6 separate regions of the Mus musculus genome follow, and regions 2, 3, 4, 5 and 6 are each linked to region 1. A link is a contact called in public HiCAR-type, HiChIP or PLAC-seq and promoter capture Hi-C data. All regions are on one chromosome and are shown on one strand. Each heading gives the region's core, a stretch centred on a gene start, on an enhancer-like site or on the middle of the called end of the contact. The rest is flanking DNA. Distances are from core to core; before and after follow the strand shown.

Region 1 (5,063 bases), core at 1,595-4,094:
AAGCACTATGGAGCCAATGTTTTGAGTGTCTGAGATTCTAAAGGTCCACAGTCTAGAGTATTAGGTACGACTCCAAGGGTGGGCGCTTGTAGCCATCCTAAGTCCTTTCCCTCCTTAAGCACCTATGCTCCTCCTCTCCTTGTGTGGGGTACACCCCACCTTAAGCCTGTGCGATGCACTGGGAATGCCTGCTTTCCTCCAAGGGATGGGTCATCTCCCCTCATTTGGGGCCATGTTGCCCCTTGAGCCAGTCCCCTATGCCTGTTCTGAAGTGTGGACTCTGGTGCCTCCAGAGAGGCTCAGATCACATAAAACTTTTGTCAGTCACTATTCTGTCTCTTGTGTCCATTCAACTGTGCTACGTCCCCTCTCCCTAGAGATTCGGTTTCCCCACTGTGAGAAGAAAGGCTCCTGTAATCCCAACACCTGAGCGGCAAGAGGATGGAAAGTTAGTTGCAGGCCATCGTGGCTTACCTAGAGGGACCCTGACCTCAATAAAAAGAATAAGAAGAGTTTGAGGGACACATGGGAATGTTTTCATTAGTGAGAGTAGACATGAACCATGCACATAGACAAATATATACAACCAAGGAAAGTCAGACTCTCAGAAAGCCCTGAGGAATACTCCCTCTCTGTCAGAGAGAGAGAGAGAGAGAGAGAGAGAGAGACAGAGAGAGAGAGCCAGACAGAGAGAGCGAGCCAGACAGAGAGAGAGAGAGAGGGATGGAGGGAGAGAGCGATCCCCGACAGGGTCTTACACAAACATTCCAAAGTAACAGACATGTGAATTAGTGCACATGCTCAGGCAAACCTAGCCACAAATGCAAAGGCCCAGTTATGCACTCACAGTAACAGAAACATATAAACCCACACTTGTAAATCTGCAAACATCAGCAGGCAGGTACTCACCAGCAATAGGAAGAACCTTTAGTAACAGACACAGAACAAGCATTACACACACTCAAGAATCCAACATGGTGCACATAATCCCGGCGCTTGAGAGGTATAAGCAGAAAGATCAAGACTTCAAGGTTGACCTTGATTTCACAGAGAGATGCAGGCCAGCCTGGGCTACATGAGACTGTCTTAATAAAGAAGAAAATAAACTAACATGCCCAGACTAGTACAAAAGATTCTCACATAGGCAAACATTCAGATTGTTGAGGAAAGATGGACCAGAACACCTCGAACCACAGATGGACAAAGATCCGAGTCTTCACTTTTTCCTAGTCTGTGACTACTACCATTTCAAGAACCCTATGCGGCGCCCGGTCGCCCCCCGGTGGTGGTTCCTGAGAACTGGGTACAGTTCAATCCGGGCCACAAAGTTTTTTTTTTTTTTTTTTCTTTCAAAAAACAAATCATTGTGGTCAGCTGGGAGGAGAGAGGAAGTCCGACGTGGGCGAGGGGCGGGGTGTCTGGACTGGAACCTCGGGCCCACGTGAGTGTCTGTCCCGCTGCTGAGTGGGTGCTGTGTGTCTAGGTTGCTGTGGTGTGAGCTTGTAGCGTGAACTGTCTTAGCTGAGCTTTGTCGCACGATGCTGCATGCTTGTGCCACACCTACACTGCCGTTTGAAGTCTTATCCTGAATTGATGCTTTTGGCCTGTCACGCCTATTCATTTATTGTGGGATGTTTGCGTGTGTCTAATAGAGAGTGTTTGTGGCTTTTGTTGGGAGTTAAGGCTATAGATGTCGGTGCACATTTGCGTTGTGCGTCTCGGTGTTATTTCACTAAGTTTTTGTCTTCTGAGCAAAGGGCGACAGGTGTATGGATTAACACAACCTGTCGTAATTACGGATTCTCGTGTGCGAATTGGTCAGAGTAGACACAGCAAGATTGAGGTTGAGCAACAACGGTTTAATGGATTCGAGATGGAAAGCCGCGAACTTCTGCAGCTATGCCCAGAGCGGGAAGGCTCTATGGTTGCGTGCAGAGTGGCTTGTCTAGCAACCATAGAGAAAGCGCCCTGGGAGGTTGTGCATCAAAGGGAGGGGTGCGATTTACCACACAACTTTTCTCCCGTTGTTAGCCTAGCCCCTGCTTTCAACCCTTCAGCGCTCTCCAGGACCAATTTTGTTGTTGTTGTTTCTCATAAAGGCAACTGGGTTTCTAACAAACGATGAGTAACAGATCCACTTGATTTTCATTCCGTATTATACCCTGCTGTACGGAGAACTTTGAGAGGCAAGCCTCTCAAGAATGGCCAATCTAGTTCGCTTTTTCTAAAGCGCTCAAGCTCTGGCAGTGGTGAAATATAACAGTAACTGCGATTGGCGAACAGGTTGTTTTGAAACCGCCCTAACGGCAAGGGGCGGGGCCTCGGTGAATTAATCTCCTTCCGGTTCCCGAAAGGCAACAGGAAAGACGAGGGTTGGCCGGCCTCTTCCCGCCGCATTTGATTGGTTGTGGTGGTTTTACCCGCTTGGCCTCCGCGAGGGGGCGTGAGATGAAGACCAGTTAGAATGTGTTTTACAGAGAGTCTGAGGGAAGCACGGCGCGGAGAGACTGGGCGGTTGTTCTGAGATCTGGCTGCTAATGGCTCCAAGTCGTTACTCCCTTTCCTTCATTTGACTGTACCGCAGCGGGCGCGCGAGCGCTACCCAATCAGCGCTTGCTCCGCCTCTCGCCTTTTCCCGCCCTCCACTCTGGCCGCGACTTCAACGTAGGCTAACGCTTCCTCTTAGGCAGCTCCTGAGCCCTCTAGTACCGTTCTTTTGAAAGCCACACTGTGATTGGCTTGGTTCCCGGGCCCGCGCCCGTTGCCCCATGCGCTGACCAATTGAGACTCGTTTTACATCGTACGGTCCGGGCAAGGGGGAGGAGGCGGCGGCGGCCATCTTGAGCCGCCGCCGCCATTGGAGTGGCCCCCCCTTTTCCCCCTTCGCCTCCTGACAGGCAAGGTTTAGGGGGGACAGAGCCCTGGGAGGCCGGGCCAGGCTCGGGGGCCGCCCCGGGGGCCCGGGCCATGGATGTGCGTCGCCTGAAGGTGAACGAACTTCGCGAGGAGCTGCAGCGCCGCGGCCTGGACACTCGCGGCCTGAAGGCCGAGCTTGCTGAGCGGCTGCTGGCGGCGCTAGAGGCCGAGGAGCCCGAAGACGAACGGGAGCTCGAGGCTGACGACGATCCGGGGTTACCTGGGCACAACAACGAGGAGGTCGAGACCGAGGGGGGCTCCGAGCTGGAGGGGACCGCGCAGCCACCGCCGCCCGGGCTGCAGCCGCACCCGGAGCCCGGCGGCTACTCGGGGCCGGACGGACATTGTGAGAGTGCGCGGGGCGGGGGACCGGGGAGCCTGGAGTCCGGGCCGAGGACGGGCTGTGGGACGCGGGAGCTCGACTCCACAGAGATCCAGGAGATGGTCTGAGGAGCCAGGGATCCTGCCACCTGCCGTTGTAAAGGATCTGCGGCCAGGGCCTCGGGGCAGCCTGAGGGCGGATCCTGGCCTTCGGTGCAAGGAAAACCGTGTGGAGGGGGATGGATTTTATTTTAAGGCGACCAGGGTCCTAGCGGGCGGGCGGGGAGGATTTTATATCCTGGGATTCGGAGACTGGAAACTGCTTTGGGGTTCTGTTTTGTGGCTTTGAGTTGGAAAAAGTCGGAAGAACTAGACGTTTTAGGGAAAGGGGTGTCGGGGGGCGGCGTCTTGGAAAATGAGAGATTCTAGCCGAGCGGTGAGCTGACAGCTTGGGGTAGCCATGCTAGTCCACCGTTTGGGCTGAGTCTCAAAAGCTGGATTTTCAGGTAGCGGAAGAATGGCCTAGGGTGCAGGTCAGGGAGAATTTTAAGGGTAGAAGATCTTTGATTTTCTTCACGGATGGGATAAGATCTGCTTAGTGCTGGGGGTGGACTGGCACTTTGGACCTACGGGTGTCCAAGGCTGGGAAGAGTCTCCCAAAACATGGACTGAACTCTCCAGTGTGTGCCAGGTGGCCTTTTAGGAGGTAATGAAAGACCAGCAGATTTGGAAACCCCTATCCCCAACTCCTACATTTCCTCGAGGTTACAGGGTCAACCTTGAGGGCAGGTACAACTTGTATGTTTGGTACTGGGAGGTCTAGGCTATCTAGTTGGCTTCCAGAGGAGATTTGGGATCTAAATGGTGACAAGAAAGGACAGAATCTTCTCATGGACAAAGAAACTAGAGGGCCTAGAATTGGAAGGACTCAGGTTAGTACTCTGTGGTTTCTGCTGAGTGGCCTTGCATTCTTAACTATGGGTAGTTTTTGAAACAGGAGTTGTGGGGAATGAGTTGGTAACTCTGGTGGGACCCTTGTGTGTGCCAGGGATCATGTGGCTAGTCTAGCAGGTGTGGGGGAGGGAAGTGTGGAGGGTATGAAAAAGAAAGAAAACCTGTTGCTTTGGCTGGGGGCCTCATGATGAAGCAGAGGGAGTATTCCTTTCCAAGAGAGGGCTCCTGAGTCCCCAGAAATAGTTACTTGTATGCTCAGGGAGATGGGGTGCTCAGGGAATATGGGGGAACTTGATCTGCCCAAAGTGTCTCTAGTTAGGATTGGCATCAAAGAGCAGTCCTTTGAGTAAAGGAGACCCTGGTATGAGAGGGAATTTGGAACCAGACACAGTGGTGTCCAAGACTTAGAGTGTTTTTCTGAGAAGGCACTGTGGAGTTTGGGACTAAACAGTAAAAAGAGAGAAAAAATGAGTCCTCAAAAGAGTCTTGGGATTGGCATTGCTACTCAATTGTTCATAAGAAGTTGGATCCTGTAGAGGGGCCACCCTAGATGTAGAGTGTTAGGGATTACCCTGTGCTGGCAAGTCTTCCATGGACAATTCCCTGCTAAGAAGGGAGGAGTGGCCTGTGAATGTATCCAGAGCTGAGAAACCCTGGCAAGAAAGGCTTGTGAAAGAGCCGAGAGGATGCTGCCCTTAACCTTGCTTCTAGCAAAAGGGTCCTGGGAAAGAGAGTTGGATGCTTCAGAACCAACTGTAGACTTCTTGAAATCAGCAGATCATTGCCCCTCTGAGCCTGGTCTCCTTGTAAAATGGGAATGGTAAGACTGTCCTCCTAGAGTTGATAGTCATGAGATCGTGTGTTTCAAGGGC
Region 2 (5,063 bases), core at 1,573-4,072, 1.5 Mb after region 1:
AACTAAGACAGGCAGTGGTAGCACATGGCTTTAATCCCAGCACTCTTAAGGCAGAGGCATGATAATCTCTGAGTTCAAGGCCAGCCTAGTCTACAGAGTGAATGCCAACATAGATAGGGCTACACTGGGAAAGTCTGCCTCAAGGGTGGAGGAAAAGAAAGAAATAAAAAACCCTGACTAAGACACAGGCCTTCAGGAACCTTCTAGAACAGACAACCAGCTCATTCTGTGTGCTCAGGAACACACTCCTGTCAACAGTAGTCTCATTTAGGGTCAGGGGTGAGAGCACAGGCTCTGCAAGCCTTATGAACCCTGGTTCACACTTCAAGGCTCTGGCCTGAGGAGCTTAGGCTAACTTCTCCGTGCCTCAGTTTCCCCATCTGTGTAACAGTACCTCCATCACAGTATCCCTGAAGGGATGAATTTAAAATGAACCGTCCACATTGACACAATAAATATAGAACAAAATTTAATTCAGTAAGTGAAAGTTTCAGACAAGCTGCTATTTTTAATCACTTGCTAAAGTACCCAAGATTTTTAAAGTGTCCAGTTTAGGCCAGAATACAGAGAATCAGGGATACTTACTGCCTACAAATTAACAGAGAATATAGCCACTATTGTTGAAAAACAAGCATTTACTCCCTGGAACTGATGGCCCTGGGGAGCTGGGGAGCTGGGTACCACCATGGGAAGCACTCCCTTTTGCATTAGTGTTTCAGGTTCCTGAATCATGCCCCTGGGTGCTCAGCGTTGTATAATACATGCACTGTCTTTCTAGGCTGCTGGGGAGTCTCTATCAGAGCACACGGCTCATTCGATCCCAGCTTGTCTGTACACGTGTCTGTGAGTCTGTCCTTCCTTCATTCCTTCATCATCTGAATTGGATCAACCACAGAAGCCGTGCAGTTGGTGGCAGCCAGACGCTCCCTGGTTGTTCAGGAAATGAATGCACAGGACGCCCCGTGCAGGAAATATGAATGAACACTTTTCTGTGTGCATGTATGTGTGCACGCATGAATAGGCTACAATCCAACTTCTGGTGTCCTTCCTCAGGTGCTGTCTAGGGTAGTTTGTTTGTTTTTAGGACAGGGTCCTCCAGTGTCCTAGAACTTGCCAATTAGGCTAGGATGGCTGCCACTGAGCACCAGGACAGAGCAGCCTGTCCCAGAGTCCCCAAACCAAGAGATGCTACTTCAACAAGATTGAAGAAGAGAGACTCCTGAAAGCTGTCCTCTGAAGTCTACATCATGTCTTGACATGCTCACAAAGCACAAACCCAATACTAATGAAAAATTATTAAATGAAAAAAATCATAAACACGAGTATGAAGAACTCATACTTAATTGTAAAATAAAATTAGGCCAGAAGAGGGCGTTGGACATCCTCTAATTACATATAATTGGAGTTACGGGCAGTTGTAAGCTATCAGGTGTGAGTGCTGGGAACCAAACTGAGCCAGTGCTCTTAACTACTGAGCCATCTCTGCAGCCCACTTTTTCAAATTCTTTTTACTCATCCTTGTACACTTTCCCATGTGCAGTGCACTTTGAGCACATGTCCCACTGTCCTCTCTTATCCCTCCTCCTTCCAGACCTTTCTTCTCAGCAACTTCCCCTCTTCCTTCATGCAGTTCAGAGAGGCTCTGTGTAGAGCACTTGCCCGCCATGCAGGAGTCCTGTTTTCAATCCCTACCACTGTGGGGATGGGGGAAGCAACCCGACTTACCTGTAACTTGGTCATTGTTCTCTTCTCTTTGAGACAAGGCAGGGCTCTGGGAAGCAAGCTGGGGAAGAGAGGCTTCGTGAGAACACTGCTAGGACAGTTGGTCCACGTGGCTTCCTCAGCTTCTCCATCAGCCCCAAGGGCTGTGCGCGCTGACCAGGCTTTTCTGCCTACTTCCTACTAAGCCTCCGGGTTACCAGACTCACTCACCACATTCTCTATTTCTGGAAGCTTCAGGGGTGCTGGGCACTCTTACCTTCACAAGGCTGCCTGTGGTGATGGGTTTCCCAGAAAACACAAATGTTTAAGCAGCCCCAGAAGTCTGATGCATGCTGTGTCATGACTGACCACCAGCCTCAGAAGGGTCTGTCAATTGTGACAGCTATCTTACATGTTATTGTTTCCATACATGGGAGTGAAGTTAAACCTCTCTGTATCCTGCTCTAAAAGGCTTCATAATTAGCAAACATTATTGACCTGCCAGAGCCTCCAGAGTCTCTTTTTCCACATGCACGAAGATAATGACCAATAGAAATCTAAGCCCTGCAAGATGGCTTAGTGGGTAGAAGTGACTTCAGCTGAGCCTGATGGGGCGAGTTCGAGTCCCTGAACACCACACGGTGCAAGGAAAGACCTGACTCTCACAAGTTGTCTTCTGACCTCCATACATAAGCTGTGACACAACCCTCCCCTCTTAAATAAATAAATGCAAAACCAAACCAAATCAAAACAAAAACACATAAAAGTAAGAGTTGCCACTTAAGGCTTTATGACACTGGCCATCTGTCACCACAGCTTCTCTGCCAGGCTCCAGTGGGAAGCTAGACTCTCCCGGGGTTCCACCAGCAGCTGAGATGGGTCCAGGAATCAGGGCAGGAGGCCTCAGGCAGAACCCAGTTAAAAAGGACGGGTCGCTGCCACAGCTGCCCCGCTTTTCCCCGGAATGCAAACTCGTCTCTGAGAGGACACACCGGAATGCAAACTCGTCTCTGAGAGGACACACCGGAATGCAAACTCGTCCCTGAGAGGACACACCGGGGCACAGCGCACAGAAGGCCTGCGGGATGCTCCAAGCTCTCACCTCACTGGAAGGAAGCACTGCCAGGCAGCCTAGCCTTCTGGAGCTGAAGCAAACTTAGCTGCTAATGGCTCCAGAACTACAATTCCCAGAATGCCTCGGCGGAAGTTCATCGGTCTGGAGCTTTTTCTGGGACTACATTTCCCAGAACGAGAAGGTTCCAAGCTATTTTAACTAGAGTGAGGTCGGTGGAAATTGCTTTTTGGGAAATGTAAAAGTACCACTCTCGCTTAGAAAGGAAGTTGTGGGTCCAGACAAAATCAACAGTCTTTAGTCATATTTGGCCTTGTTTCGTTGAGAAATTTAAAATTGACCTTTATAGTGACTACCAGCTAAGTCCCATGGTTTAGAAATCTCAAAGGGTAGGTCTCTGTCTTGGCTGTAGGAAGGTGCAGTAACAGGACCAGAGGGCATAACTATCCTGGCTCCAGTTTTCAACCCTTTAGCCAGGGGGCTTATGGGGAACAGGGTCTCAAGTTTTGCCAACTTCTGGATAGAAAATTCTGTTCCTGAGTCAGATTAGCATAGGTAAGCTCTGGATGCCCTAGTGAGTTCGGTTAACATTCTGTCTAAGCTCCACCATACAGTTACCTGGCAACACCTAGGTATGCTCCTCCCCACAATTATCTGGCAACAGCCTGGTAGGCGGATCCACTATAAAAGTGGTTGCTTGCCCTCTCCTCTTTCTTTTGTCCTCTTGTTCTTTTGCTCTTCCCGTCTTGCTCCTGCTCTGTCCCCTCATACCTTCCCCCCTCTTTCTCCACGTGCTCATGGCCAGCCTCTACTCTTCTCCTCTACTTCTCTCTCCCATTCTCTGCCCTACTACCCTCTAAACTCCCCTCCCCAAGCCCTGAATAAACTCTATTCTATACTATACCATCGTGTGGCTGGTTCCACAGTGGGAAGGGATGTCTTGGCATGGGCCTGTTGAGGCACCCGCTTCCCCCATACCTCACCACACCCCTATAGAACGTATCCACCCCACCCCACCCCCATTTATCATTTTATAAACATATCAAGTTCTACTTCCCAGTCTGCATAAGGAGGGAAGAGGGTCCTAGGATTTGAGTATAATGGGGTGGTGGGTCTTACAGTTTGGTTTGCAGGTAAGTTCTATTTTAATGTAGGGGTCCCTGTCTGTCTTCCATCCTATCCCCTAATTTTCACATTCTCAGTGGTGGCAATAGAAAGTCCCTGGAAGGTTGCAAGTGGAACTTAAATCAGCAGGGCAGGTGCTACATCTACTCCAGTAGTGACACGTGCAACTGGCCCCAAAAACCTGGGCACTGTCCTGAGGCAAAAAGTCTCCTGGAACTGTGGCATCCTGAATAACGAATGCTCCAATGTCCATGCTTTAGTTGGTAAACAGATCTGTGTGCTTTCCCTTAATATTACTTTATTATAAGTGCTTCTAAGGATTCATTTTTGATATTTAGCTAAGTTAGATTCCTCATCAATCCTAGGCAGTCCTTGAGCCGACCAAGGGCTTTGAATTCAGTAAGAATGTTGCCTATTCAGTGACATTCAGAATTGCCTCTAGTATTGTAAGAGAGATAGTGAAAGAAATCAGGCATTATTATCTACTACATAGAGTTAGAAATCTCAGGGCAAACTACTCCCATATGCAGGAATTTACCATTATTTAGGAAGAAGGAAGGTTGTGGTCTAAGGAGGAACCAGAGTAGATACTTAGAACTATAGATAGCTGAGTTACACCCATACACAGGAATTTACAATGGCCTAAGGGGGAGGTGGACTATACAATAGACTAGAATAGGAACTATGGCAAGGGCGCGAAGCCCTTGCCCCTGACTGTTGCGGCCGCCAGCAGCTCGCAACATGAACGGTTCGACTGAGAAGGCCACTCGAGCTGTAAGAGAGGAATCTAGACGGGGCGAAAGAAGAAACGGAGCTAAGACAAATTTATTCTGATCAAAGCTCAAATTTTATTGTTGCGACACTAGTTATAAAGGAAGGGGGAGGGGACCCGACTCCCGCTAATCTCTGGTCCAGTAGAAAGGTGCACGTGTGTGGCTCCGCAGGTTCTAGCAGTGGGCCTGGCAGAACGAATGAGCAGGAAGCTCCACCCCTGAGCAAGCAGGTTTCAGGCTGGGGGAGGGGAGACTACACCTGACTTCTAAGATTAAGTGGACCTTAGGTGGAGCTGCTTTTGATCCCAGTTGTTAACATTGTATTTTATCCGAGTTGGTTCCTGCCAGTCCTTTGTAGGCATTCCTCTGTTTTGTGTCATATACTTCGATGT
Region 3 (5,063 bases), core at 1,691-4,190, 1.5 Mb before region 1:
TCGTTATGGTCTGACCTCCCCTCTCCAGCATAGCTGCAGCCATTCTGTCCCATTCTTGCCAGCTATTTCATAGTGTTGCTGTAACATGCCTGCCAGTCATTGACACAGACTTGGCTCTGAGCAAGGATGTGCTGACCACACACCCTGTTTTGTTCTGTGTGAGGTTTGCTAATTTTAAGAAATTCCACAAAGTTTTACATAAGACCCATCAAATCAAAGGTCAACATGAACTGTCATGTGTAAAATATAGTCAGAGCTGACCACTGGGCTGTACTTCCTGCACTTGCATATGAACTCATTTTGGTTTTGTTTTTTGGTTTTTTTTCCCTTTATAAGCTGACAGAAAAAAAAATCTGTTGCCATAGTTCAGATATTATGATAGGGCAGTTTACTTAACTTCTCTGAGCCTCAGTTTCCCTTTCTGCAAGATGTGAGCTTTCCTGTCAAACAGGTTTCACAGGGGGGGGGGGGTGAGAACGAAACGCATTAACACTGTTGGTTCAGGAGTGGCCACACCAACCACCAACTGTATGAACACTGATCCAAACACTTGGAAGGAGGAGTCGGGATTGGGGCTTTGAGGCCAGGCCAGGTTACAGGAGATATCATCACAAAAAGCATGTTTGTGCTGGGGAGTGTTAGGAGTGTGCAGTGGTGCAGGCCTTTAATCCCAGCACTCGGGAGACAGAGGCAGGCAGATCTCTGAGTTCCAGGCCGGCCTAGCTGCAGACCAGCTAGGGCTGCATGGTAAGACTCTGCTTCAAAAACAAACAAATCATATGTGTATAAACACGTATGAGCCGGGCATGGTGCGCGCATGCCTTTGATCCCAGCACTCCGGGAGGCAGAGGGAGGCGGATTTCTGAGTTCAAGGCCAGCCTGGTCTACAAAGTGAGTTCCACGACAGCCAAGACTATACAGAGAAACCCTGTCTCGAAAAAAAAAAATTATTTATTTTTTATTTGTATTTTATTTATTTTTAATCCCAGCACAAAGTGAGTTCCAGGACAGCCAGGACTATACTGAGAAACCCTGTCTAGAAAAACAAAACAAAACAAACAAGCAAAAACACGTATGTATCCATATTCAACATTTATATTTTGGGGAGTGGGGGTGGGTGTTCGAGACACGGTTTCTCCGTGTAGCCCTGGCTGTCCTGGAACTCACTTTGTAGACCAGGCTGGCCTCGAACTCAGAAATCTGCCTGCCTCTGCCTCCCAAGTGCTGGGATTAAAGGCGTGTGCCACCACTGCCCATTATATTTTCTTATATGCTATTTTCTTTCTTTCCTCTCTCTCTTTTTCCTTCTTCCCTAGACAAGGTCTGTGATGCCAGGCTGGTCTTGAATTTGTGAGTGCAAGCAGTCCTACAGTAGTAACCGAGCAGGCAGCTGAGCCTCCAGCCATGCACTCCCAGGCTTGGCTTTTCAATCTCTCGGTGTTAGCTTCTCAAGAACAGGGATTACAATGGCCCTTTCCCTCTTTCTCTCTCCCTTCTTTACCTTTCTCTCCTTTAAACAGGGTCTCATGTAGTACAGGCGGCCTCAAACTCTCTATGTTGCCAGGAATGACCTTGAACCCTTGATCATCCTGTTCCCTCCTACCTACATCCCAACTGCTGAAATTCCAGGTGGGTGTCCTGGCCACCTCCTTTCCTTTTTGGAGGGTTGGTTGCAACACATTACTTTTTGTTTCATACATGTCTGAACAATCTTGCTGCGGAACCTAAAGTCCTGCCACCTCACCTCTCAGCCCCCACTCCTCCATCAATAGAAGAAATAAACACAGGCCTAGCCTACAAGACCTTGCTCACATCAGGTTCTCAATAAACAGTAAGGTCTACGTTCTGTTTTTCCTTGTCTCTCTCTCCCTCCTAACCCTGTCTTTGATTCACCCTTTCCCTTGCTTCACCTGTAAATGTTCTCTCTGATCGAGGTCACACCTACCCCCAAAGCTGGCCAAGCGACTGATGCGGGAGGCAGGCACCTTGCGTTCACGAGAGCGATCACTCAGCTGAGAAAGAGGAGAGGTGTGAGGTAGGGAAGGTGGACAAGATGGCAGAAAAGCCCTGCAGACTTGCTGCCACTTTCCTCAGACTATCATGGGGGAGGGGGAAGAGGAAGCAATGATACCTGGGGCCGGGGTGCCTTCCTGAGCCGGGCCTCCCGTGCCCTGCGAATGTCATCTTCACTGAGGCCTCTTCCAGGCTGGTCTTGATGAACACTTTGGGCCAAGCAACTCCTACATGGCCCCTGCAGAGAAGTGGATTTTAAAAGAATGAAGGTCTAATCCTTTTTAGACCCATCTACATCATTTTACCTACTCCCCACCCCCCTTCCCTCAACCTCTTTTCCTTGGAGGCCCCCTCCTCAGCCTCTTACCCACCAGTGGGGCCTAGGTCCTAGGGCCCCCCCACAGGGCAGACGAACAGCCCTGCCCAGCGGTCCACAGGTCCTGCGCAGCATGGCACCTAGCTCCAGCCACATTGCCTAAGAAATAATAAGGATTACAGTACTGGGCCTCCTGCTTTGCGCTCTTGTTGGAAAAGCCCCCCTAACCCCCATATCTTTTCCCCTTTTATTTCCAGGTTTCTTCTAGTTACCCCCCCCCCCCCAGCCCGCCCACGTTGCTAAGAACTCAAGTTTTCCATAAGCGCCTCCCCAATCCCCACAAAACTCCTCGCTGTTGCTAAGGTTCTCTCCCGTTGCTAGACGTCCACAGAGCCGCCAGGACAACTCTCTACTTCTCAGCGCCCCTTTCGTTGCTAGGCATCGCCTTACCCTGGGCTGTTAAGCATTCACAATTCCTGTGCTGCCCCCTGCCTAGACACCCCGTTACGACCCCGTTACGGGGCACCTCCCCCGTTGCTAAGCACCCAGTCCACCAGGTTTAGGCTCCAGGTCTAGCACCCGCTGGGCCTCTTAAGCTTCCGGGAACGTCCGCACACCCGCCCCCTTTGATCAGCTAGCCAATGGTAGCACAGCAGCTCGCCGACGTTTGCAAAAACTCACCCCGCTGAGGAGGCGTGGCAAGGGGTGGAACCTAGGCTAAGGCTCTGTGGGTCTTCTGTGTTAGTCGGTGCGCACGTGAGCTCATTGTACTGACCAATGGTCCTTCTTGACAGAATTCTTCTACCCTCCTTTGTCCCTCTCTGTCCCTCTTTGTCTCTGTCTCTCTGTCTCTCTCTCTGTCTCTCTCTTCTTGCGTCCACTTCCCACCTGCTGAAATTGCAGGTCTGAACCATTATATCCACTTACATTTCCGCCTGCCAAGCTCAAAATCTATCCTATGTATTTGGACATCCTCCCCCAACCCCTGCCACCACGGATGCACGAATCCAGGGCCTTGTGCATTCCAGGGACGATTCTTGACCACTGAGCCACAACCCTAGAAATCTTTTTTTTTTTAAGATTTATTTATTTATTATATGTAAGTACAGTGTAGCTGTCTTCAGACACCCCAGAAAAGGGCATCAGATCCCATTACAGATGGTTGCGAGCCACCATGTGGATGCTGGGAATTGAACTCAGGACCTCTGGAAGAGCAGTCAGTGCTCTTACCCGCTGAGCCATCTCGCCAGCCCCAACCCCAGAAATCTTTAAACACATATTCTTCCAAGCAAACATTTCCCTTGCACATGGAGCCTCTCCACTTTGTACCAACACCCACGTCCTGGCACCCAGCCTCCTTCCTGGCACATATAAATCCACTGCCTTGCTTAGGAACTCTTCTCTGCCTTCACCATGACTCCCCTTGGCGGCATACTGTGCCGGTGTTCCCTCCTGCAGTCTACTCTCCACTCTGCCTACTTAGGAGATGGCCCTCAGTGGGAACCCTGCTTCCTTAAGGCCTGACATTTCCCAGAACACACTCAGTCAAGATTCCCAGCGCTGAGTCAGGAGCCTTGGCATGAGAGAAAATTGACTCACTCCTCTTGCTGTCTGGAATAGAAACAGCTGGTGGCTGGGACATCTTTCCCACAATTGAAGAGATGTGTTCCTCACGGCACCCTACTGTCGCTGTCTAGCCCCACCCCCTTTGTTGGGAAAGTCTGTCCCTTTACTGTGTGACCTCAGAAGAGCCCTCCTCCTTCTCTGGACCTCATGTTCTCTAACTTGTATGATGTCTGAGGTGGGTTCCCGTATCTGACTTCTTATTAGCCTATGAAGAGATGACTCATCCTGAAACCTTGGGCCTGTGCCCAATGTCCCTCCAATGGGTGACTCAATTTCAAGATTGAAAGCACCTCCAGTCCTCTTCCAAAGGTGAGGGTCTGACTCAGGAGCTGCAGGCTGCTTGCCATAAGGGACAGGCTGAAAAATCACCTCAGTGGATAATCCCACAGGGCCACTGCTCACAGTGGCCTCGCACCACAAACTCCATGTATCTGAGTTCATTGCAGATGACATAAACAAGGGCAAGGAAAGGGTAGAACTTGAACTCAAAGCTCTCCCTGGTACACTGGGATCATGAAGGCAGCCATGGTGGTGCATGTCTATAATCCCTGCATTTGGAAGAAAGAGGCGGGGAAAGCAAGAATTTAAGGCTATCCTTGGTTTTGAGGCTAGACTGGGCTACTTGAGACCCTACCTCAAAATAAATAAGAGGAAAGCATGGAGCTGCAGGTATATGTCAGTGATACAGCATGTGTGAGCCTCGGCATTAGAAAACAAGAGGTATCAGGTGGTGATGGCACAGGCCTTTAATCCCAGCACTCAGGAGACAGAGGCAGGAGGATCTCTGTGAGTTCCAGGACAGCCAAGAATACAGGGAAAGTCTATCACACACACACACACACACACACACACACACACACACACACACACACACACACACACAAACCCCCAAGGTGCTGGAGTTGGGGCTCAGCAGTTAAGAATGCTTGCTTTTCTTCCAAAGGATCCGAGTTCAGTTCCTAGTGTCCAGGTAGCTTCAATTACCTGTAAGCTCAACTCCAGATCTGATGCCCCCTGCTGGTCGCCAAAGGCACCTGAATGCACCTGCACAGGCACACATGTACACATAAGTAATTAAAGAACCAACCAACCTTGAGGTAATGATCTA
Region 4 (5,063 bases), core at 829-3,328, 1.4 Mb after region 1:
CTCCCCACAATTAACTGTCTGCTCCCCTATTATCCTGACGACCTCCCCAGTGCTTCAGAGTCTAATCCCCTGCCCCCATGGAGATCCTGTCCTCACAGTGAAGTGACGTTCACTGGGACCACCCACCCTCCTTTCAGGCAAGTGAAGTGTCCCTCTGCACACTGCTCTGGAATCACTAGTTGACTCTACTCATCAGGTCTTGTGGGGAACGATCCAGAACCTGAGACACCATCTGCCTGCAAGCTGGGACCTGCAATGCTGTTTCTAGGGTTCTCCAGGAAGAGCTCTGCATAAACTACTAAGCTGGTATTCCTGACCTCACAGAAATGAAGTCTAATCTGCATAATGTTGGGGTGGGAGCTTCTGGGTTTCTTGTGTGTGTGAGACACACACATACACATGCCTGCGTGCAAGCAGGCACAGAGCCATATCACATTTGTGGAGGCCAGGTGACAACTTCCGAGAGACCATTTTCTCTTTCCATCCTGTAGGCCGCAGGGATGGAAGTCAATTCTTTGGCCTTGTGGTGGCCCCGTTACCTGATACAACCATCCTGACAGCCCCACACTGTTTTTGCCTGGGCAAGGAGCTCTGCACATCTGCCAGTCTTGCCTCCGCAGCACTGGGATGACAAGATCGTGCCGCCAGGCTCCACTTTTTATGTGGTTGCTGGGGATCAAACCTGGGTCTTCATGCTTGCAAACAAGCACTTCACACACTGAGCTATCTTCCCACCTACATGTGAAGCACCTCTTTGGAGAATCTTCCAGAATTGACAAGTTGCTTTGCAAGAATTTCCAGGAGACCCCCAATTCTTAACTGTTCTAATGCCTTTTCTCTTGAGGCATGGTGCATTCCACAACTTAATACTGTTTCCTCCTCCTCCTCACCTCTCCCTCTCAAACAGGGTCCTGCTCTGCAGTTCAGGCTGGTCTCAAACTCATGGCGACCCTCCTGTTTCTGGCTCCACACTACTGGAATTACATGTGTGAGCCGCCTTGTCCAGTTCTATTCACGTATTTTTCTAAGTGCTTCCTAGTCTACTTGCAGTCTTTTTTTTTTTTTTTTTAAGATTTATTATAATATATAAGTACACTGTAGCTGTCTTCAGACACACCAGAAGAGGGCATCTGATCTCATTACGGATGGTTGTGAGCCACCATGTGGTTGCTGGGATTTGAACTCATGATCTCTGGAAGAGCAGTCAGTGCTCTTAACCGCTGAACCATCTCTCTAGCCCCCCTTTTTAAAAATATTATTTATGTATTTATTTATATGAGTACACTGTAGCTGTCTTCAGATACACACCAGTAGAATGTGCATCAGATCCCATTACAGGTGGTTGTGATCCACCATGTGGTGGCTGAGAATTGAACTCAGGACCTATGGGAGAGCAGTCAGTGCTCTTAACCTCTGAGCCATCTCTCCAGCCCCTACTTGCAGTCTTATATGGAGCCTCCTTCCAATACTCAGGCATGAAGAACCTCAAAATCCAATTTCCATGGAAGGTGGCCCTAGGTGTATGTCGGCTTCTTTGGGACTGTGTCCAGAAATTTCCTCCCGATACTGTTAGAAGGCTCGTACCAGCACTACAGGGACACTTTACAGTGGCTATAGTTTCTATTAATTTATTTGTACCTCCAGCTAACGGCGCCGCAATTCCGAGACCTTCACGTTCCTACTCCCATTGGCCAGCCGCCCAGCGACCTTTTAACGGCAGGGCGGGGGCGGGGCTTGAATACGCCCCACCCCCAACCCCGCCCCGTCGGCGCGCCTGCCTCTCCCAGGCTCGGGGCGTCCCCCCTTCCCCTTACCTAGGGCAGCTGCTGATTAGTTCCTGGGTCGCAGCGCGCGCTCTGAGTGACGGGAGTGCAGCGTGGGCGGGGAAGGTCCTCCACAGCCACCTGCCGTGTAAATGGTGCCGGAAGGTCACAAGCCAGAGAATGAGAGAGGCCGAGAAAACGGGTGCCGGCTATTCCGGAACAGGCCTTGGCGTCCCGGAAGCTCCCAGAGGAGGAAGAAGAGGAAGCCACAGTACGCAGCCCAACGAGTCACGGCCTGCGCTGCTAGCTCGGCGCATGCGCCGCGGGCTGGGCGCGCAAGCGAACCCAACGTGCGCGTTAGACTGAGCATGCGTGAATGGAGGTGGCTGGCTTCAGCACGCATGCGGATTACGGAGGGGCGAGGGAGTATGTTGCTGCTGAGAAGGCGCGTGCGCATTGTTTCTCTGGGCGGGCCTGCTGTTTGGCTGGGTGGGCAGCTCTGGAGATTTCGAGTTCGAATCCCGGGTCTTCTGTAGTGTTGTCAGACCGATCGGGGTAGGGTACGGCGGAAGGGAGGAATTAACGTCCTTATCTGAGCAAGCACAAGACTGATTCAGCTGGCTGCAAGAAGCGATCTTGAAGGACTTTAAGGAAGAGCCCAGCTCCTCCAAGACAGAACATCTGTAGAGAAAGGTCTAGGCTTGGACCTGTGGCACGAGGTGGGCGGCAGAAGTGGGCGGATCGCAGGGCTACAGAAGGGGCAAACATTCAAAGGACTAGGGGCACAGCCTGAAGCAGCTGGAAGGCCACTGGGCAGAGGGTGCAGTCACCCAATGGAAAGACAGCTGAGAGGCAGAAGTTCCACCTCCCCTATTGCTTTTCCTTTCTTAAAGAAAAAAAACCGTGAGTCCATCAGCCTGACCTCAAACTTACCCTCCTGTGTCTGCCTCTTCAGCATAACCTACCTGTGTGTGCCGCCACAATCAGCTCTCTTGGTTATTTGTTTGTTTGTTTGTTTGTTTGTTTGTTTGTTTTGAGACAGGGTTTCTCTGTATAGCCCTGGCTGTCCTGGAACTCACTCTGTAGACCAGGCTGGTCTCAAACTCAGAAATCCGCCTGCCTCTGCCTCCCAAGTGCTGGGATTAAAGGCAGCTCTCTTGTTTTGAGGTGGGGTCTTACTGTGTAGACCAGGCTGGTCTAGAACTCAAAGAAACCCACCTGCCTTGGCCTCAGGACTGCTGGGCTCTCCCCACCCCCTCGGCTTTTCGTTATTCTCTCCCATTCTCTTCTGTACTGAGAAAAGAGAGAGGGCCTTGCTATGTAGGATGTGCTCTACCACTGATCTGCATTTCAAGACACAAGCACACATGCGTGCTTGTCCCCAGAGCTGATCTCCATGTCAGCCTAACTCAAACAGCATCGCCTCCCTCCATGCCCCCGCCAAGCTCTTCTCTGTTCTCCTATGGGCACCTAGCTGCCAAGACTTAAAGTTTGCCTTCCCTTCGGCTTTTCTTTCAAATTTGAAAAAAAAAAAAATGTTCCTTGGAGTGCTGATAGAGGCACACTCCACGGGATTAAACCTAGAGCCCCATGCATGTTATGCATGCTAGGTAAGCACACTGCTGCCTGGGCCACATGGCCAGCTTATAAAGGATGGATATATATATAGTGAGTACACTGTAGCTGTCATCAGACACACCAGAAGAGGGCATCAGATCCCATTACAGATGGTTGTGAGCCACCATGTGGTTGCTGGGAATCGAACTCAGGACCTCTGGAAGAGCAGCCAGTGCTCTTAACCGCTGAGCCTTCTCTCCAGCCCGTGAAGAATTTTTTTATTGTTGAAGCCTGGAGACAGAAAGCACGAGTTTTTCATATTCAAGGTAACCATCAGGGCAGTGATTGGTTGGAGGGCTGTTTATGAAGAGTGCTCAATGCCACCAGATTCACTGAGTTATAAGCGGGATGTGTGCCCTCTAGGATGTGTGCGCACACATGCAGCAATGCACATTTGGATGCCAGAGGAGTCAGCAAGAATCAGCACTGTCCTTCTATCCCATGGGTCCCAAGCGCCTTTACCCAGCAGGCCACCTCACTGGGCCTTTAGTTAAGGTTTCAGCATTCATACATTTGAGGTAGGGTATTGGGGACTGAATTTAAGTAGGCTTGTTAAGCTCCCTACCACAGAGCCTTAGCCCAGCCCTCCGCTTACATGTTTTAAAGATTTCATTTTCTTTTATATGTATGAGTGCTTTGTAAGTATGATTGAGCACCACGTGCCTGCCTGGTGGCTGCCAAGGCCAGAAGAGAGTGTTGGATCCCCTGGAACTAGAGCAACAGAAGGTTGAGAGCTGCCATGTGGGTGCTGGGAATTGAACCCCTGTCCTCTGTAAGAGCAGCCAGTGCTGTTGACTACTGAACCATCTCTATTTTATTTTATTTTATTTTATTTTATTTTATTTTATTTTATTTGTGAGACTGAGTCTCAGTAAATTCCCCTTGAACTTCCTCCATAAGAGGCCTCTTCTGTCCTCCCGAGGCACAGCATGCATGTTATATATATATATATATATATATATATATATACACACATATATATAGTATATATACTATATATACATATAATATATATTTATATATATACACAAAGCATACATGTTAAATATATACATCATCATGTATACATCACACACACACATACATATATAGAGAGACACTAATATCGACCTCTGGCCTCCTCATGCACATACGGGTGAGTGCACTCATCTGCATACATGCCGCAAAGTGGGCAGAGGAGGGATTTGGCATTGTCCTTGGGCCACCGGCACCAGGCTCTGCTTCCCTGTAACTTCTATCTCTCGATAAAGCCTCCTCCCTCACTTAACAGATGCAGAAAGATGATAAGAAGACAGGAGATGCGCCTGAAGGCCCCATGCTTAGGGAGCAGCAGAGCCTGGCCCGAAAGGCAGGCTTGGCTCACTGCATGCCCTTCTCGCAGTTCTCCGTGAGGGTCAGCAGTCACCCTCCCCAGAAACCAGCTGAACTGAACTTAGCAGTTAGCAGCTCAGGCTCTTAACAGTTTTCTGCTGCTGTACGCATACGCACTCTGAATATTCCTTCTTATAAACATTCCTGTGTATACTTGATGACATGTGCTTGAGAGGATTATCTTTTTAATTAAACTATTTTGTGTGTTTATGTGTTTTGCCTGCTTGTGTGTAAATGCACCATGAGTGTGCCTGGTTCCTGTGGAGGGCAGGAAAGGGCATCAGATCCAGTGGGACTGGAGTCACAGCATTT
Region 5 (5,063 bases), core at 683-3,182, 1.3 Mb after region 1:
ACGAGCCTCCCTCCTGCCTCAGCCTCCAGAGCAGAGCAGCTGGGATTACAGGCCGCCATGTCCAACAAAACTCTAGAAATGTAAAGGTGTTAAGGTTCTAAAGACTTCCCGTATCTAACATCATCGGGGTGTCAACGTTTGAAGTAGCCTCGGGCTCTATGTTTACTGGACTCACTGATCGCAGGATCCCAAGAGCCTGGTTTTAATGCATAAGAAGAAAGAAAGAAAAAAACAGATGGAAATGTACCCAGAGTCCCAAGCTCACACCTGGGAAATTGGGGCATGCTCGTCGCAAAGGAGGGTCTGATGAAAGTTAGGAAGCAACTACAGAAGTCTGCAGAAGAAAGGCAGAACTTCTAAGGTCGGCTTTGCCCCCAGCCTTGTCCTCAGCGGCAACCCTTGCTTGGGGTGGCAGGTGTGGCAGCACTCAACTTAGAAGCTCCCTCACATTGTCAGACATGGATCCGGTTCAACACTCTCACTGGATAGAACTGGAGCCAGGAAAGAGGGCTGGGCCACCTGGTCCCAATTCTCAACTCCCTATAGGAGACCTCAGCCCTGCCTTTGCTCACCAGCAGCCTCCCCATGATGGATTCCTGGGCAAAGTAACTTGACCCACCGCAGGGGAGTGTCCCATGGTGGATATAAGAAACACAGGGTTCTAAGTGTGAGCATTCAGGTGACATTTCCTGACCTTGTCCCCAGCCTCAGGGTCACCGTGTCTTGGGTGGGGGCTGGGGGGTCCTCCAGATTCCCATAGTGAGTGAGAAAGACATGTGGATGTCCTGGAGGGGGCTCTTCTGTGAAGTGTGGCTTGGATGTGTGAACGGGTGGGAGGGTTTGGGGGAGACATTTGTGGAATCCACGTGTGTGCTCACATGCCAATGTTCCCTATATGCCACTTCACACATCTATACTGTCACTGCCCTGCCTGACACCACTCTTCTCCAGGAGCGAGGAGGGATACAGAGATGGGAAAAGGAGGATGGAGGATGCATGGAGAGAGGAAGCAGATTTGGGGGAGAGGGAGACAGTGGGGTAGAGAGGAGAAAGGAGGCAGCTAGGCAACAGAGGCTGCTAGAGAAATGGGAGAATGATAGGGGACAGAGAAGGGAAGAGATACAGGATGTCAAGGAGACGGGGAGAGAGATGGTGAATGGGGACATAGAGGGACGACAGCAGCACAGGAGGCGGCAGAGTGAATAGAGGATGGGGGGCAGGCAGAGTGACCCAGGAAAAAGGGACAGAGGTGGGGGACAAAGGCGGCGTGGAGAAACGGGAAGGGGGAAACAAGGAGAAAGGAGGACAGAGGGAAGGAAGGACAGGACTTGAAGACTGAGGGACAGAGGACAAGGGCTGGGGGAAAATGAGAGAGAGAGAGAGAGAGAGAGAGAGAGAGAGAGATCTAAAGACTAGGACCGAAGGACAGTGGGACCGGCCTGGAGAAGGAGGGCTTGGGGACATAGGGGGAGGGAGGGTCTCGGGCCCTTTGTCCCCGCGGGATCGGGGCCTGTGCGGGGTGGGGGGGCTGCGGCACGGCGGCCGGGGCCCGCGTCCCCCCTCCCCTGCCCGCGGCTCTGGGCTCCTGGCCCGCGCTGCGCTTTGTCCCGGGGACGAGGGTCTCCCGCAGCCCCCCCCCCCCACGCAGCGCATTGTTCCGGCCTCTGCAGGCCCCCAGGCGACCCAGCTGTCACAGCGACGAGACCCCCTCCCCAACCCGACCGCAATACGCACACCTCCCTCGTCACCCCGATCCAGCCCACCGACCCGGCCCCCACCTCCGTCACCCTACCTGGCCCCGCCGCGGCCGCCCACAGCAGCAGCAGCGGCCACTGGAAGCGCCGGGCCCGGCCCATGGTGCCGCCGCCGCCGCCGCCACCGCCGCCGCCACCGCCGCCGCCGCTCGCTCCCGGCCCGGCACCTGCACCTCCCGCGCCGTCGACCCCGCCCCCGAGTCCAGTCCCGCCCTCTGCTCCGCCCACTGCGCGCCTTGGTGGGCGTGGCGTCAGCTAAGGGGCGGGGACCGGACGGGGACAGAGGGGCCCAGACAATGCGGGGAGAGGGAGGACGGGAGCGCGGAAGGGCGCGCACGGGGGTGGGAGAGCAGGACAGCATGCGGACCCGGGCGCGAGGGCAGGGCGTGAGCGTGACGGCGTCGTGGGAGCCAGTGGGGGAGGACTTGGGAGAGCGGAAGGTCGTGAGGGTCGTGTGAAGGTGCAAAGGTGTGCGTGCGTGTGCGCGCAGGCGTAGCCTGGACTAGCGGAGCTCCCTAGAGGACGCTGCACGGGAGACACGGGGAAGATGCGCAGGAGATGCACCGGAGTGTGCGCGGAAGATGCACGAGAGATGCGTGGGAGAGGCGCGGGAGATGCACGGGGGAATGTATAGAAGACACACGGGAGATGCGGGGAAGATGCACGGGGGTTGTGCAGAAGCTGCTTGGGAAACCCATAGGGGGTGCGTGGGAGATGCTTGGGAGATGCGCGAGAGGGCGATGCTCGGAAGCGCGCGAAGGTGCGGGGTGCTGGCGTGTGCTGTGAGTGTGAGCTTTGGGGGAGAGGAGTGTGATGATGCCACAGTGAATGTGGGCAGGGAAAGACTGAGAGGCTGGGCAGCAGCGGGTGGCTGAGCAGGTATGGACTTCTTTGGGCAGGGCATAGAATAGTGTCCGCTCCCTCCCTCTAGTCCTGACCATGACTCGCCAAGTTTCAGTCTTCTTTCCCTGGGAGGGGCCTCCAGAAAGCTAACCAGACTGGAAGGAAGTCTTAACCCTAGGCCCTGGGGAGAGCGAAGCCCCTGCCTGGGGCAATCTTCCAGGTATGGCATCCAGACGCTGTACTCTTTCCCACACTGTCCAGTCAAGTCTGTCTGTGTGACTCTGCCTTTCAGGTTCTGTTCCTCATCCTGGGGGGCTGACTCATCCCTCCAAACTTTGCTCTCTTTTTTCTTCTTGGGTGTGGGTTCCCCTGAACCCACCCCTGTGGCCACCTGAAGGCCTGGAGCAGGCTTATGACTCATAGGACCAAGAAGAGGAAGAAAGTGAGGTGCTGGTGGCCTCTGCCTCTCACAGGACTCAGGGACAGCAGGTAAACTGGGTCAACATATGCCCATTCTGAAAAGCTCGGCTTTTTATTTTCTCTCCATCACTTCTAAACTGTTGTATATCCAGGTCAACCAAGGGTCATCATCACATGACACACTTCCTGTCCAGTGCCTAGCTCCCAGCATCCTCTCTGTCTTTAGTCCCAAATTCATCAACTCTTATGTCAGGACCAAAACTCCTAGCATCTTGTTTCAAGGACCAAGGCTCCCAGCAGCCTCTCTGTTCTCTACCGTAGCTCCATATCCACCCACAGCTGTGAGCAGCTGCATTTCTTCCCAATTCTCGGCTCACCACGTAGATTAGGGGACGGAGTACAAAGCCGCTCATCTCTGTGATGCGAGCGAGGTGAGAGACTGTTTCGGGAATACTTGTTCAGGGTCTATTAACCGGTTTTTTGTTGCCAGTAACTTGGTGACAGAGATTGGATGAGTTCTGAAGGAAGCTTTACTTTGGCAAGCTCTCGGGAACTGCATCTGCCGAGGGCCTTTTTGTTGAGAGTCCTCAGGGTGTCACGTGGCGGGAGACAGAAAGCACACGTGTGTCTCCTGGTCTCTGCTCACCCAGCTGCCAGTGTTCAATCATGAGGGATCCACCCGGATGACTTCACTGATGCAGCCCCAGAGGCCCCACCTCTGAGCATCTAAGCATCGTAGTTGGATTAAGTGTCCATCCTTTTAGTGGCTTACAAAGGGATTAATGTTCGTGTGTGTGTGTGTGTGTGTGTGTGTGTGTGTGTGTGTGTATCTTTCTGTGTTTGTGTCTTTCTGTGTGTGTGCATGTCTGTGTGTTTCTTTGTGGATGTGTGTGTTTGTGTCTTTCTAGGTGTGTATATCTGTAGGCTAAGGTGCGAATGTGTGTGTGTGTGCCTGTGTGTGTATGTATGCGTTTCTGTGTGAATGTGTATTTCTGTGTGTGTGCACCTGCATGTGCCAGCTGGAGGATCACCTTAGGTGTCACTTCTCTTCAGGTGTGTCTGAAGGGACCCTGGCCAGCTCATGCATGGCCAGCATGGCTCTGAGGTCTTGCCCTTCCCTCCCATGCCCAGCCCCCAGGGTCTGTTTCCTCATTTGGATCCTTCCTCCTTCTGAGACCACCAGGGTCCAGCAATCAAAAGCCCCCCTTGGCTCACCTAATTAACATGACCAATTAAAATTAAACACCTCATCCTAACACGGGTTTCCCCCTTAAAGACTACTGTTTGCCTATGGGCCATGCCTGTCTCCTCTCTATACAGAGGCAGTCCTTTGTCCCACTCTGGGAGAAACACCCCTCCTCTCTCTGCCTTGTTCCCTTCCCCTTCTCCATCACCCCCCATCTCCTGTCTTTGTTGTCTCCTGATTCCCTGCCCTCTGTCCCTCTGGGGCAAATAAACCTCCTTTGTGCTGAGAACTTGATCTTGGAGTGTCCTGAGCCAATACTTTTCCTAACAGTGTCTCCTGTTTTCCCCCTTTGAGACAAGTTCTTTCACTTACCTGATACTCACCGACTGACTTGACTGCCTGGCCAACAAGCCCCAGGGTTCCCCCTGTCTGTGTCTCCCAGATCCTGGGGTTTCCAGCACATGCCGCCATGTCTTGACTACATTTCCCATAGGTTCTGGGAATCGAACACAGGTCCTCATGCTCGCACACTGAGCACTTCACTGACTGATCTATCTCCTTAGCACAGGATGCACTTTCAACACAGAACTTGTTGGCATGCATCCAAGCTAGACCCACACCACTACAGGGGAGTGACTCATAGTTACTCCTGATGACCTTTTACTTAGGCAAGCAGGTGGGCCTCCATCCATCTGTCTCTCATGTCTTCTTTCCCAGCTTTGGGCACCTTGGGAGAGACTGGTTCTCATCTGTCCTCTCTGCATCTGCCGAGGGAGGGCAGGTCACTAGTAGATAGGGGTCCCATTCCTTCAAGGCCCTCTCTTCGTAGGATTTTTGGTGCAAGCGACACAGAAACCTAC
Region 6 (5,063 bases), core at 843-3,342, 1.1 Mb after region 1:
GTCTAGAATCCCCCAGTGAGGGCCTGGGGGCGTGGCTCAGCCTTGCAGGGTTGATTTAGATTCTTAGTATCCAGGGATATGGAGACAGGGAAGAACTGGGTGAGATGAAAGGATAGTAAAGGAATCGCTACTAAAGCTGGGGAGCATAGGACACCAGCCCAACTGAGTATTCAGTTTTTACGGGTTTGAAATGTTTCCTACTACACCATTAAACTGTGAAATTATAGGGACAGCCAAGAAAGAGACCTCAGTAGCCAGGCATCCAAATCAGGCCTGGGAAAGAGGAGGAAAATGAGGAACAGGAACCCAATCTCTTTGAAGAACAAGGACAACTATTAGGTCCGACCAGAGGGTGTTCCAGCCCGGAAGAAAGGAACATGAGGATGGAGTCGCTGGTCACACCAACCTGCTCCCGCTGTTCTTGGCTGCTCGGCTGGGTCTCCACCCGCTGGCCCAGCAGCTCCCGCAGCTGCTCCTCCTCCCGGCGAGCGGCCACTCGTTCCCCGGCCAGCTCACCCCGGAGCAGGGCCACCTCCACCTCCATCTGCGAAAAAACAAGGCGAGAATTTGGGTGCAGCAGCCAGTGGAGGAAGGGGCTGGGAGATGGGAAGTCTGGAAAAGGCCTCGGGCCTTGAACACCTGCTGCTTATCAAAAAGGATCCTAAAGTTTAGAATGGACTCGGTGTCTTGGCTCGCAGGTTCCCTCACGGGTTGATTTCCCAAGATCTCCCCATCCTCACCTCGATCCTCAGTTCCTTCTTCTGGCGCTGTAACTCCTTCACCCGCTGCTCCATCAGAGCCACGCGAGTCAGTGCCTCCAGCTGCTGTCCTCGCAGCCGCCGCGCTGCCCCCCGCAGCTCTTCCCCAGAAGGGAGGCATGGGGAAGGTGTGGCTGGAATCTGCGCGGCAGGCGTAGCCTCGGGCTGAAATTAGAGAGGGTGTGATGAGAACAAGTCTCGCCCCCCTCAAGTCACCAAACAGGTCTGGTCCCACCCCAGTAGTGCCTCTGGGGGTCATGAGCTGCCAAGTTCAACTACTTCCTTTCGGGTCCGAATGGAAGACCGTGAAGCGGGGAAGCCGGCAGGTTCTGAACCCATCATACAAAGCCACTATGCTCTGAAGCTGAACTAGCAGAGCTTGCTTCCTTTTCTTTCCTTCCTTCCTTCCTTCCTTTCTTTTTTCTTTCTTCCTCATTTCTTCCCTCCTTTCCTTTTCTTCTTTTCCTTTTTCCTTTCTCCCTTCTCTCTCCTTTTCTTTTTTCTTCCTCCATTTCTTCCTCTATTCTTTCTTTTTTTTTCTTCCTTCCTTCCTTCCTTTCCTTCTTTCTTTTTTGTACCTGAATGCTAGTGGAAATCAGAAGATTCTTGCCTTACATCAATGAGGGTTCTGGGGATCGAACCCAGGTCGTCAGATTTGACAGCAAGTGTCTTTGTACACGATGAGCTCATCTGTCCCTGAGTCTCAACCTCTTGGGATCTCTTTCTCAGAGTCCCTGGATCGCTCTTCTTCCCCCCACCCCCACCCCCGTCCCTCTCTCTGACTTAGACTCTTCTATGTTGGCATTTCTTTTTGTTTCTCTTCTGGGTCTGTGTGTCTTCCCTGTGTCTCTCTTTTAGGTCTATGTCTCACTCCCTGTGTCTCTGTCGTATCTAGTTTCTATGTTTCTACCCGAGTCTCTCTGGCTTCAAATCCAACTTTGTCTAACAGGGTGTTTCTGCCTGTCTATGGGTACTCTCCTTGACTCTGGGTCTCTGTCTAGTCTCTCTCTTTATGTTCTTCTGTGTCGTCTTGGGTGTCTGTCTGTCCGTCTGGACAGCCCCCCCGGGGGGATGATCCCTCACCTCTTCGCGGCAGCTCTCGGTGCTGCTACCTTCTTCCACTTCTTCCTCTTCCTCGGCCTGCCGCCCAGCTCCGGGGCAACTTGGAAGCTCCGCTGGGACTTCGGGCTCCTTGTGCTCTTTGGGATCCTCGGGGTGCCCCTGAGGCTGCACAGCCCCTTGAGGCTGGACCTCGACGGCGCATTCCGAAACCTTTGGAGACGAGGAGCCCTCCTCTAGGGTGCTGGGTGTCCCCATGGCCGCTTCGGATTCCTGTGGTGTGGGCGTGGTCAGTTTCAGAGGCGTGGTCTGATGTTTGTGGGCGTGGTCTAGAGCGCGTTGAGCTTGCCCAGAGGGCGGAACCTAAAGGTTCAGAGACCAGCTCTGAACATTCCGCGGGCGTAGATTTCCTGGGGACCCGCTCGCGACTGGGGAGAGGCTGTCGGCTCCGAAGGTGACACACACACCTAGAGGTGGGAAGAGAATTTGAGTCCGGGGTCCTAACGCTCCCCGTGCTGGGGCGTCGCACGCTGAGCCTTCCCTTTGCTCCATGTGTCATCCCTGAGCCCCTTCTGCAGCCCTCTCCAGTTTCCCGGATTGCCTCCAAGAGATTCCATCTCCTCTACCCTCTCGGGACTAGCCCGGCTCTCCTCCTTGGAGCTCCACAGTTGGGTCCCGAACCACCTGTAAGGAATCAGCGTCCGAGGCTCCTCACCCCAAGATCCAGAACTCGGGGCTGGCAATGTCTACCTCTCCGGATATGCCTGGGGCCCCAACGCCTCCGTTCCTTCCCGGGAGGAGGTCCTCGTAGGTCGTCAACCTTCTTTCTGGCTCTGCACTGGGCACTGCCGCTCCTGCGGCTAAACAGGTGGCTGGAAGGAGGGAGGAGAGAGAGGCCGCCCCGTCCCCCTCCCCAGCAGCCCGGAAGTGGAGGGGGGGACAACAGGTCCGACAGCTCTCCTGGGAGGAGGGAGCCAGCAGCCTGCCCCGCCCGCAGCCCAGGCACCCAGCCATCCCGGCCCCTCCAGCCCCACCCAGAGAGAGCCCAGCGCCCAGACCTCCCACTCAGCCTCCGGTGCCCCTGGAGGGCCGGGCTTCTTAGCCACCTGCATACAGCAGCCTCCCTAAGGCCGAAGCCTAGGAAATCCTCAAAGGAAGATAGGAATGAAGATGGGGGCCTCTCCCCTCTAATAAGCCCTTTGGAAGGGCCCTGACCGGTTTAGGGAGCCGGACAAGGGGAGGGGGTATCCCGGGCTGAGTCAGCGATCTGCCCAGAGACAGAGTGTGCCCCACGCGCACACAGTTTACTATGGGGTGGGGCACAGAGGTTAAAGGTCACAGCCAGACCCTTTCCTCTCTGGGCAGAAACAGGAAAATATCTGGTATGCAAAACCCGACTGTTAGACATCAAGAGCTGTGCAAAACATTTGACACACCTCAGTGTCATACCACACCACAGCCCATAGAAAAAAAGAGATCGACCGTCTCCATTGTACAGTTGTGGGGACCGAGGCTGAAGGAAACAAATACACCTAGGATCTACAAGCATTCTAAATGACTTTTTTAAAATTATTATTACTTGTGTATGTGAAAGATAGTGCAGGTATGTAAGTGGCACCCAACATGTAAAGAGCTCATAGGACATCTTTGGGAAGTGGTGCCTTCCAACGTGGGATTCAGGCATGGAACTCAAATCATCTTGTTAGCAAGAGCTTTACACTCTCGGCCTTCTCAGCCCACATCTGTTACTACCTGCTTTGTCTCTCGAGATCTGTACTCATAACTATTTGGCAATACAGGAGGGACAATAGCAGCGACAGGGGCAGGGGAGCTGGTCATGCAAGCAGGGTGCAAGAAGTCAGACATCGGGATTTATCAGTTCAGTGAAATATCCCGTTATTGTTTCCATTACACAGATCAGAAAGCTAAGGGATGGAGAGGGGCTCATTTGGCCTGGGACTCCCAGGGGAGGGGCTCACACAGAATTATGTGCTGCGGTGCAAGTCTGTGAGAATACCTCCCCTACATCGATGTGAGCAACCTGCTATCTGCTTCCAGTCCCCCCACCCCCAGCTCCCTTAGACCTTCCTTCCTTCCCCCATGGTCCTGACCACTGCTAGCTCTGTCTCCTCCTTCCCTTTTACGTGAATGTCTGTCTAGACTAAATGTATGTCTGTGCATGCCCGGTACCTACAGAGGCCAGATCCCCTGGAACTGGAGTTACAGATGGTTGTGAGCTGCCATGTGGGTGCTGGGAACTGAACCCAGGTCCTCTGCAGGAGCAGCCAGTGCTCTTAACCACTGAGACATCTCTCCAGCCCCCTTCCTTTCTATCTATCTATCTATCTATCTATCTATCTATCTATCTATCTATCTATCTATCTATCATCTATCATTCAGGGTCTTACATAGCCCAGGGCAGCCTCCAACTCACTGTGCAGTTGAGAATAACCTTGACCTTCTGAACCTCCAGCCGGCAAGGGCAGGGATGACAGGTCTGCACCTCCCTGCCTGCTTTATGCAGTACAGAGAAAGGAACACAACACGGGCTTTATACATGCTAGGTGAGCGAACGTTCTACCAACGTCTACCCCTGGCTTTTTGAGAAACCAGGGCTGAGTCTCGGCATCCATCTGGAAACATAATTCCTTCCCCAAGAAAGCAAGCAGAACTCAGATTCGTGGCAAAAACGAAGTAAACTTTATTTAAGAAGCTCAAGTAGCTGGTGAGAGTAGAGGTAGGAGAAGAGAGAGGCCCTGGGGTGACACCCCTCCCCTCACCCCTCCTAGTGCATTCATAACGGATGTGAGCAGCTGGCTGGGACGAATCAGGAGGGTGGAGTCTGGACCCCACAGCGCATATTTGCAGGAACAGCAATGTCTGAAAAGAGGAAACCTCAAATGATTTTAAGTACGCAGGGATGCCTCATGTCCCACCAACACCCAGAAATGCTTGGGGGCTCTTAGAAGGGACGATAGTTCTAGCCCTAAGTCCTCGTCCCTCAGACCCAGGGCTCCAGCACCCAGGCCTCCTTTCAAATCAAGGGGCTCAGGCCCTTCCTCTCTCAGGTTCACAGATTCTTACCCCATTGACTTTTTCCTCAGACCCCAGGGTCCCGTCCCTGGGTAACTCACCTATCTGCTGTGGCTTGGGCAAGTTCAGGTTGTCCATGACCTTGATAAATTCCTCACAGCTGAGGGTAAGCCGTGGGTTCAGAGTCCGTTCCTCCTCCACAGTAGAAACTGT

What was found. Promoter capture Hi-C pulls out the DNA fragments that hold promoters and counts their contacts. HiCAR-type assays count read pairs that join an accessible place to other places. HiChIP or PLAC-seq counts read pairs in DNA pulled down with a chosen protein or histone mark.
Region 2: a contact with region 1 is called in a HiCAR-type map of astrocytes, with 4 times the contacts expected there. The contact joins the promoter of Zfp108 here to the promoter of Hnrnpul1 in region 1. A contact is called at or near these places in 1 of 39 promoter capture datasets (hippocampal neurons) and 1 of 115 datasets of contacts at active chromatin or transcription factors (astrocytes).
Region 3: an H3K27ac HiChIP or PLAC-seq map of bone marrow-derived dendritic cells shows a contact between it and region 1, with 13 times the contacts expected there. The contact joins the promoter of Coq8b here to the promoter of Hnrnpul1 in region 1. A contact is called at or near these places in 8 of 39 promoter capture datasets (cranial neural crest, embryonic stem cells, frontonasal cranial neural crest and 5 more), 1 of 15 datasets of contacts at CTCF or cohesin (large pre-B cells), 1 of 484 Hi-C or Micro-C datasets (CD4 T cells), 17 of 115 datasets of contacts at active chromatin or transcription factors (the 230-238 cell line, bone marrow-derived dendritic cells, embryonic forebrain and 10 more) and 2 of 9 other capture datasets (embryonic stem cells and liver).
Region 4: a contact with region 1 is called in an H3K27ac HiChIP or PLAC-seq map of microglia, with 9 times the contacts expected there. The contact joins the promoter of Smg9 here to the promoter of Hnrnpul1 in region 1. A contact is called at or near these places in 2 of 39 promoter capture datasets (erythroid cells and hippocampal neurons) and 5 of 115 datasets of contacts at active chromatin or transcription factors (Th17 cells, astrocytes, embryonic stem cells and 2 more).
Region 5: a promoter capture Hi-C map of hematopoietic stem and progenitor cells shows a contact between it and region 1. The contact joins the promoter of Cadm4 here to the promoter of Hnrnpul1 in region 1. A contact is called at or near these places in 4 of 39 promoter capture datasets (cranial neural crest, hematopoietic stem and progenitor cells, hippocampal neurons and 1 more), 1 of 115 datasets of contacts at active chromatin or transcription factors (large pre-B cells) and 1 of 9 other capture datasets (pancreatic islet).
Region 6: a promoter capture Hi-C map of pre-B cells shows a contact between it and region 1. The contact joins the promoter of Phldb3 here to the promoter of Hnrnpul1 in region 1. A contact is called at or near these places in 1 of 39 promoter capture datasets (pre-B cells) and 1 of 115 datasets of contacts at active chromatin or transcription factors (pancreatic cancer cells).

Annotation. Positions count from the first base shown.
Region 1 is chr7:25,752,540-25,757,602 of GRCm38.p6, reverse strand. Hnrnpul1 (heterogeneous nuclear ribonucleoprotein U-like 1) reads left to right here and starts at 2,844. Exons shown (of 15, transcript NM_144922.3): 1 at 2,844-3,262. The coding sequence starts at 2,968. It overlaps Axl (AXL receptor tyrosine kinase), which reads left to right. Exons shown (of 20, transcript NM_009465.4): 20 at 1-1,103.
Region 2 is chr7:24,252,553-24,257,615 of GRCm38.p6, reverse strand. It overlaps Zfp108 (zinc finger protein 108), which reads right to left and starts at 2,822. Exons shown (of 4, transcript NM_018791.2): 1 at 2,694-2,822; 2 at 1,726-1,783. The coding sequence starts at 1,740.
Region 3 is chr7:27,230,890-27,235,952 of GRCm38.p6, reverse strand. It overlaps Coq8b (coenzyme Q8B), which reads right to left and starts at 2,940. Exons shown (of 15, transcript NM_133770.2): 1 at 2,780-2,940; 2 at 2,381-2,488; 3 at 2,132-2,251; 4 at 1,946-2,012. The coding sequence starts at 2,485.
Region 4 is chr7:24,396,643-24,401,705 of GRCm38.p6, reverse strand. Smg9 (smg-9 homolog, nonsense mediated mRNA decay factor (C. elegans)) reads right to left here and starts at 2,078. Exons shown (of 14, transcript NM_028047.2): 1 at 1,815-2,078.
Region 5 is chr7:24,478,892-24,483,954 of GRCm38.p6, reverse strand. Cadm4 (cell adhesion molecule 4) reads right to left here and starts at 1,932. Exons shown (of 9, transcript NM_153112.3): 1 at 1,793-1,932. The coding sequence starts at 1,856.
Region 6 is chr7:24,608,357-24,613,419 of GRCm38.p6, reverse strand. Phldb3 (pleckstrin homology like domain, family B, member 3) reads right to left here and starts at 2,092. Exons shown (of 15, transcript NM_001102613.1): 1 at 1,842-2,092; 2 at 741-923; 3 at 407-544. The coding sequence starts at 2,075. Ethe1 (ethylmalonic encephalopathy 1) reads right to left here. Exons shown (of 7, transcript NM_001364014.1): 6 at 4,952-5,063; 7 at 4,495-4,697. The coding sequence ends at 4,645.